2 separate regions of the Mus musculus genome follow, and region 1 is linked to region 2. A link is a contact called in public HiChIP or PLAC-seq data. All regions are on one chromosome and are shown on one strand. The core of a region is the stretch at or near the end of the contact, and the rest is flanking DNA. Distances in the headings are between cores, read along the strand shown.

Region 1 (3,912 bases), core at 979-3,478, 96 kb before region 2:
AGTTGTTCTCTGACCTCCACATGCATGCTGTGACCTAAGTATGCACACATACAGACCATACATATAAAAAAAGGTCGAAAACATAAAGCCCTTAATTAAACGTTCCACCCTCCGCTCCTTTCCCTTCTGGTGAAGTCCATCAGTACAAGCCGGGCACACTGCCCTTCCTTCCTTCCTTCCCATCAAGGCCCCTGGTGCGCTCCCGGAATCTTCCCTCACCCCACTGCTTCCTTCCTGACATTTCTAGACTTTTGGCAAATCTAACCTATTCTGCTTCCCAAATATATCTGGGATCCACCCTCTCCAGCCGCTTGGCCGAGCTCCTTACACTCCCTGCTGCCCTTCACCATACCCCCCCCCCCCCCGCATTCCCCAGAAGCCGGGGTGAACTTTATAAAACATACATCAGATGATGTGGCTCCCCTGATGAAAACCTTTTTTTAGCACCACACTGATCCCAAGATAAAGTTCAGAAGCCTCATCAGATCTGAGGAGGGCTTTTCTCAAGCCGCTCCGCTACACTGCACCGGGAATTATGGGAAATCTTGTTCTCCCTGGCTTCCACCACCTGGTCCTTCCGATGCCCTTTTATTTGGATCGCCACACACCTGCTGTTCTTCTCGTAGAAATTTTATTTATTTTGGTCCTGGGGACCTTTCAAGGCCAGTGAAACTACACTTCTCGAATCCTATTTAATTTTTTCTTTAGCTAATACACAAGCATATGCTTGTACGAAACGTTTAAACAATGCAATACCCCACTGTCCTCCAAAGGGAATGAACACCCACGACCTGACCACACGCAATACCCCACTGTCCTCCAAAAGGGAACGAACACCCACGACCCTGACTGACCACCCAGATCCACACCACCCCTGCTATTTTCTTCACAGAACACACCAGCTGGGGTCACCTTTGCAGTCTTCTTTTTTGAGTTCCCGTTGTTTTGTGGTTTTTCCCCCCTTTTATTTTCTGTACAATGATATTTTTAATACTTTTGAGATTATAATTTGATTAGGACATTCCGCCCTTCACTTTTCTCCCTCCAAACCTCCCATATAACCTCTCCACTCTCCTTCAAAGTCATGGCCTTTTAAAAAAAGTTGTTATTGAGTATATGTATGTACACATATATTCCTAATTGGTTTTTGAAAGTCTCATGGTGCCAAAGCTGGCCTCAAAATCCTTATGTGGCCGAGGCTAACGATCTTCCTGCCTGTCTTCCAACCGCTGGGATTATGAGCATGCACGGCAAACCCTGCCTGAGATTGCCTTCTTTTACTATTCTTTCCCACAATTCTGACGGCGGGGTGAGGTGGGGTAGTAATGAAGGAGGATGAGGACAAGTGAATCTGGCTTAGTAAGAATCACTGGATTTCTTTCAAAGGTAAGACTCAGGTGAGAGCTCATCCTCCAAGAAGCTAGTGAACTACAAGCCTTGGTTTCCTTCTGCCGGCCCGGCCCACAGATTTCCACTCGGGCTGTTCACTCCACCCTCCACCCACAAGGCTACTACTGTGTCCAACTCCTCTCCTGTCTCTAGAGCCATCCTTTGTTGTTAAACTCCAGCAGGTGCACATGGTGGCGCTCAGAGCTCCCTTTCTCCAGAGCCTGGGGCCCATGCACCACGGCGATCTTGCAGATCACAGAATCGAATCCGATTCGATCGGAGACCAGAGTAGCCCAAGCAGGCACACGCGTGCAGGGCTCAGATCGGAGCACGGTGGGTGCCCTGTGTTTACTGGTTTGGGCCGGTGGTCTCTCCCAGACTCCGCTGTGCACACAGGCGGCGCCTCCTTCTCTGCTCTGGACTTAGTAGGACTACATCCCAGCCCGGAGGCCACCGTGGGTCTCGGGACGTTCTGAGTGGTTCGGGCGCCCGACTGGGCAGCTGAGCCGCCCAGCCCTCCCGCACCGCCGTCTCTCCAGGCCCAGGCCCCCGGCTGTTTCCTGGGCGTGCACCCTCCCGCGCCGGCGGCCTCGACTGCCGCGCTGTTCCGGTCCCGAGGCCCCCTCCCCGCAGAGCCGGCGCTCCCAGGCTGTTCCCGCCCCCTCCCGCCCCGCGGCTGTTCCGGCCCGGACGCCCTCCGCCCTCCGCCCCGCGGCCTCCACGCGCCCTGGGCCCGGCGCTGCGAGGGCGCGGCGGGAGGGGGCGCCACGCGGAACAGCCGCTGCCCCGGCCCGACGCGCTCACCCTCCAGGGCCTCGAAGATCGCCTGCGCCATCTTGGAGCTGCCGCCGCCCGGGGAGTCGGAGCGGGGCTACGCAAGCATTGTGAGAACCGCGGCGGGGTCGGGGCCGCCAGGGGGCGCCCAGGAGCCGACGCCGAAGCCCCTGCCCCGGAAACAGCTTGCCCCGCTGTCCGGCCGGAGACCCAGTCCCCTAGTAGTTCCAATTCTACACAGACATACGTCCGGCGCTCGCACATCGCCTCCCAACGCGGACACCGACCCCAGTTCTTCAACACGCACCCCATGATCGCTGCACACAGTCTTCTTCAAGGTTGCAACACCAACCCACCTCACCGAGATTGTCTGTTACATGGACACCCCACACCTTGCAACTGTGCCACGCTGATTGGAAAGCAGCCTTCTCGAAGGACTCCTATCTCTGGTCTTAATTCCTCAGTTTATGTTAGATTCCCTCAGTGCTCTTCTTAACCCCAATTTCCAGCTTTGGAGGGACCTCCATTCCCATTCACACACCTCTCGACTGTGATTCTCTGAGACCCCATTTCTTTGACGACCCTATTACCATTTCAGCCATTCCTAGCTCAAACTCATAGGGAGGGGATCCACTCCCAACTTCATGTCGTCGTTTTTACATTTATTATTAATTTTGTTTTGTGTATATGGACACACATGGCATATATCTACACACAGACACACAACAAAACACATGTGTGAAGATCAGAGGACAACGTTCCGGAATCGATTCTCTTCCCTCCATCATGTGAGACCCTGGCACTGAACTCAGTCCAGCAGCAAGTGCTTTTACCAGCTGAGCCGTCTCTAAGTTTTGTTTATAATCCATGAAGTCCAATTTGAACTGCTGGTACATTATATTGATCAGTGTGTCAGTGTGGGGTCATCCACTGGAACATGGTTTATCAGGGACTACATATACACTTAGAGGACTTTCTCTCCCAAGACAGACCTCTGGGGATTTGTGAGGTCCTCATCCATGCATTCTGGAATGATGACTGGCTTGATCCTGTGCAGGTGGAGAAAGCTACAGCTGGTCTGAGTTTGCAAGTGCTGTAGCCCTGCCATTTCCAAGACACGATTTCACCCCAGGCCTCCCCAAACTCTGGCTCTTATATCTTTCCACCCCGACATTCACCATGATGCCTGAGTCTTGGAAAGAGGAAAAGATGAGATAGAAGTCCTACTGTGGCTAAACACTCTACTGACACTTTAACTAGTTGTGAGTTTCTGACTTAACTGTCCTCTGTTGCACAAAGTTCTGTAATGCTGGCTCACTTAATAGTCTCACTTAATAGTGTCAGCTGCCCTGAGTGTGTGGGGCTCGAAGAGGGCAGGGCTGCATACAGAGCCTGGTGAATGAATGCTAAGCTGGTGATCTACTTTAGCTCCACCTCAACCCTTGACCTTTAATTTTGACCTCAGTTTTTGTACTTACTATTCTCTCCAGCTTCCATTACCCTTCCTAACAGCTGACACCACTGCTTCTTGGGTCATCTACCTCCTCAAAGAGGCCTTTCCTGACCAACTACCCTGACTAACATAGCTTCTCCTTGTACCAGAATAAAAATTATCTGAAGCCATGGCTCCTCTTCTCCACCCCTCATTTACTTCCTGGTCTATGGCCTATGTTTTCTGATAGATTATGACTGAAGACAATTTTTTTTTTTTTTTGGTCTTGGCTATGTTTCTAGAACCTAGAACAATAC
Region 2 (4,155 bases), core at 404-2,903:
AATTGATCTCAAATTAGGAATCTGTAGGTGTTTTTCTGTTTTAAAATGAAGTGTTTATTTCTAAATTTAATAGTTACACAGTCCCATGCTTCAGGCATTTCAAACCTAGCAAAAGAGCAGAGATGGTAACGATATCTTCATTCATTTCAGAATTCTTTTTTTTAAAAAAAGATTTATTTATTATTATTATACATAAGTACACTGTAGCTGACTTCAGATGCACCAGAAGAGGGCATTAGATCTCATTAGGGGTGGTTGTGAGCCACCATGTGGTTGCTGGGATTTGAACTCCGGACCTTTGGAAGAGCAGTCAGTGCCCTTTACCCACTGAGTCATCTTGCCAGCCCCCATTTCAGAATTCTTTTCAGAACTTATTACTCTCAGGCTCAAGAGCCTAAGAAATTTCCATTAGATTACACAGGTAGAGCCAAATAAGCTGCGTCAGACCTGGGATTCCTGTAGAGCAAACTTGCCTCCAACTTGGGGTAACCCTCCTGGCTGCTAATAAGTGTGCTACCATGCCCAGCCCTTTCATTAATCGTTATTTATAGCATAGGCAACCCACAAACTCCTTAGGCAGATGAAGATGACTGTAGGCCGATCATTGTGCCTCAGCCTTTACAGTATTGGAATCAGAAGTATGTGCCACTATGTCCAGCTACATAACATCATCGTATCAACAGAAAAAAGGCAATGCCGCTATTATTTGGCTTTATCACTGAGCAGGAAAGCAGTCTGTGAACTCCCTCCAGATGAAGGCATTACCATGGGGCTGAGATCACTTACTAAGATTGTGGTGCCTCTCACGAACTTCTCGGTGTTCTAGCATCTTGTTTGGTTCCCGATACAGGTGAGAAGTTGCAATGTCTTCTAGTGTATAGTGCTGAAGAGGTGGTGGAGTAGGATGGAACTGGCCCCCAGGATTCATAAGGGGAACAGTGAGGGCGGGACTGTGCCGAGGAGCAGGGCTGATAGTACACACTCTCTTGGCAGGCGGTTCAGGAGGAACTGTATCTCTTTCAAAATTATTCTCGTCCCTCCTGTAGAAGAAACTGAAGTGCTTATAGGAGCCTGTCAAGAAGTGTTCATGTTAACATCCCTACGAGTCTCAGAATAGCTGTTTCTTCCCAGAGTCTCACCCCCCTTTAGATGCTATGAAACCTGGAACCCTCTAGAGCACACTATGTTTTGTTCTATTCACTTTCCAAAGCAGGAAGACTGCTATTTTTCTGAAGATTCCAAAGCAAGAATGGTTATTTTGGGTGCTGCAGCCCATATACTAAGCACATGCTTCATATTGTTATACTCCCAGCCCTTCAGCCCTTCTTCCAGCTGTCAGCCAAACTAGACATCTGACTTTTGTGCCTCTTCTGGTGTGTGTTCCTATACCTAGAGGCAGGAACCAAACTGTCTTCAGGCTAGACACAATTCGTAAATGCTTCTTTATTCCAGCATGAAGACAGGCCAAATTCACCCCTAAGTAGGCAGGCAGAACCATATAACCGTGACACAGGAAAAGAGAAACTGAATGGGACAAGAACTGAGAAAGTTTAGGAATGCAGAAGGTCAAATTTCTGACTATGGAGGTGATTTCCTGGGAAGAAAGGCTGCCTCTATGACTCATTATGGGTCTTAGTAACACAGCTTCAACTGTAATAAGCCTTCTGCTGTTCAATACCGCTTCCTCAACAACTCATATACTATTGTGGCAGCCACTTTATCCTACTTCCTGACATGCTAGTCATAAAGTCCTTAGAGTCTTCCAAGTGCTAAGTCTAAGAAGCCAACTGTAGGCTGGCAACTACTAGGTAGATTCAGGATTGGGGCTGGTTATGGGAAGGACCAAGGCAGAATTACACTATCCACCCCTAGGGAGGGGAGGTGATTGAAGGTTAAGTCGATCATGAGTTAGCCATTTTCAATCACACTTAAGGAATGAAGCAGACAAGATAGACAAGAATGTCTGAAGAGCTGAGTATGTATGTGTGGCGTCTCTTTGGAGATGGTGGTGCAACTACCAGGAGAGGACAGGCCCACTCCACATACCCAGTGCCACTCTGTGCCTTGCCTTTGCCTACTGTTCATCAGTATCCGACGAACACATCCTTAATCATTAGCCAGCTAATGTTCCTGAGTTCTCTGAGACAATGAACAATTAAACAATACTGAGGAGCTCAATTTAGCCCAGCAGTGGTGCTATGCCTTTAATCCCAGCACTCAGGAGACAAAGGCAGGTGGATCTCTGTGAGTTTGAGGACAGCCTGGTCTACAAAGTAAGTTCCAGGACAGCCAGGGCTACACAGAAACCCTGTCGTGAACCCCACTTCCACCAAAAGAAGCCCAATTTGTAGATCATTCAGAAACAGCCTATGAGAAAAAAGCAGAGGGGGCACAGTTGTTTGACAGGACAGTATTCACAGAACCTGACACTTGTAGTTAGCTTAAGCGAGAGGACAATCCTGGGAGCTAAGTCTTCAACCTGCAGCGCCAGCTCTATCTTAAGGTAGAGAACAACAAGAGTAAAGGATGACTGACTAATGACTGCTCTTCTTCCACTTCTGGGACAGTGAACCTGCGTAAACTCCAGGGCAGAGGTCCTCAAAAGGAATGTGTCAACTGAAGAGTTGTTGGGACAAAGGAAAACTAATCTTGGAAAGTCTAAGACATTGTCTACCACCCAACAACCAAACCCTCTTCCTTTTAAAGCAGAGTGGCTCCAGAAAAACAAAACAGACCTCTTCCCTGCTCACCTTTCCGGACTGGGCCTCTTTCCATTTCCATGAACCTCCATGAGCAGTTCAGAAGAGTCAGCAGGAGATGCGATACTGGTGTTGAGCAGAAGGTGCTCATGCTGGGCCAGGTACTGGGACGGGGTCTGCTTGGCAGCCCGGGCACAGTGCAGCAGTTCTCGCTGCAGCAGGGGCAGGTTGGCCTTGAAAATAAAGAGGCAGTTTTCTTCTGAGCCCTAGCTACAGAGATTAAGGTCTCAATGTGCTCGCATAGACCAAAAGCCCTCTGCTTTCTCCCTCTAACACTCACGAGTAAAGTGACATCCAAGCAGTAAAGGGGCATTTTTTTGAGTTGCTGATTGGTCTGTTTCTTCCCCCCCAGCAAGATATCAATCAATCTTCTATTTTTGCTTTTCAAGACAGGGTTTCTCTGTGTAGCCCTGGCTTTCCTGGAACTCACTCTGTGGACCAGGCTTCCCTCGAACTCAGTGATCCGCCTGCCTCTGCCTCCCAAGTGCTGGGATTAAAAGGCGAGCACCACCATGACTGGCTGACTTCAATCTTCTTAAAGGGACTGTCCCTTAGTTTACTTTTGTGGCCTCATACAGAGCACAATAAAGGTTTATTGAACATAATTTTAAAGCATACATTTTTCCTTTTTTTAAAAGATGTCTTTTATTTGTAATTGTGTGTGTGTGTTTGGGGATGTGAGTGCAGATGCCCTGCAGCTGGAGTTATAAGAGGTTTCAAGCCACATCACTATAAGAACAGCAAGCACTCATCACTAGGCTGTCTTGTCCCTCCAGCCGTAAAACATTTTCAGTAAGAAAGTTTTCAGTCTGGGAAATAGTACTAGGGCCCAATGCTCTATTACCAAACTATATCTCCAGCATCCAAATTACACATTTTCTTGAAGACTGCCCAGTTAGAGAATTACTAATGTCTAAAAAGGAGAACTACAAGTCCTGGTTTCTCTCCTCTAATCACAGCCCTTCTATGATAGTGGCATTCAGCTCTCTCTTAGGGGTCTCTGGAGGAGTCTTGGAATCTCAGAAACCAGGATTACTTTAGAAATGGGGTTTTGAAGAGGAGTACTGGGAATAAAGTAATCTGGAAAAGAAAAATTGTATTCTGCTGTCTTTTCATTCTCATATTAAGAAAAATTTTGGTAGATTAAGACTATCTCCCCCCCCCCACACACACACACTTTTAAACTTCAGAATTCTAATTCTTTTCCAGATTTCTTTTTATATACATTAAAAATTTTTTCCCCTAAATTTAAAGATAATTGAATGAGAACCTATAATAAAGATCTTTACCTCAAGGGGCAAATAAGCAAGTACAAGGTGCTAACACATGCAGGCAGCCACCCCTCACTGAGGGTTCATTTAATAGACACCATTATTAGTGGATTTTTTAAAAGCAG

Evidence for each region. HiChIP or PLAC-seq counts read pairs in DNA pulled down with a chosen protein or histone mark.
Region 1: a CTCF HiChIP or PLAC-seq map of the NIH/3T3 cell line shows a contact between it and region 2, with 12 read pairs. The contact joins the promoter of Zfp341 here to the enhancer-like site in region 2. A contact is called at or near these places in 2 of 39 promoter capture datasets (macrophages and neural stem cells), 2 of 15 datasets of contacts at CTCF or cohesin (CD8 T cells and the NIH/3T3 cell line), 1 of 484 Hi-C or Micro-C datasets (the N1E-115 cell line), 5 of 115 datasets of contacts at active chromatin or transcription factors (embryonic forebrain, embryonic limb bud, embryonic stem cells and 1 more) and 3 of 9 other capture datasets (adipose tissue, liver and pancreatic islet).

What each region holds. Positions count from the first base shown.
Region 1 is chr2:154,611,684-154,615,595 of GRCm38.p6, reverse strand. Zfp341 (zinc finger protein 341) reads right to left here and starts at 2,228. Exons shown (of 15, transcript NM_199304.1): 1 at 2,194-2,228. The coding sequence starts at 2,224.
Region 2 is chr2:154,514,594-154,518,748 of GRCm38.p6, reverse strand. It overlaps Cbfa2t2 (CBFA2/RUNX1 translocation partner 2), which reads right to left. Exons shown (of 11, transcript NM_172860.2): 5 at 2,751-2,932; 6 at 787-1,040. Among named protein-coding and RNA genes, the nearest start is that of 1700003F12Rik, 32 kb to the left of the region's middle. Within about 2 kb of position 1,653, at least 23 of the 459 cell types and tissues checked have an H3K27ac peak or open chromatin away from gene starts, as enhancers often do. A contact at or near this core is called in the NIH/3T3 cell line, where this site is marked.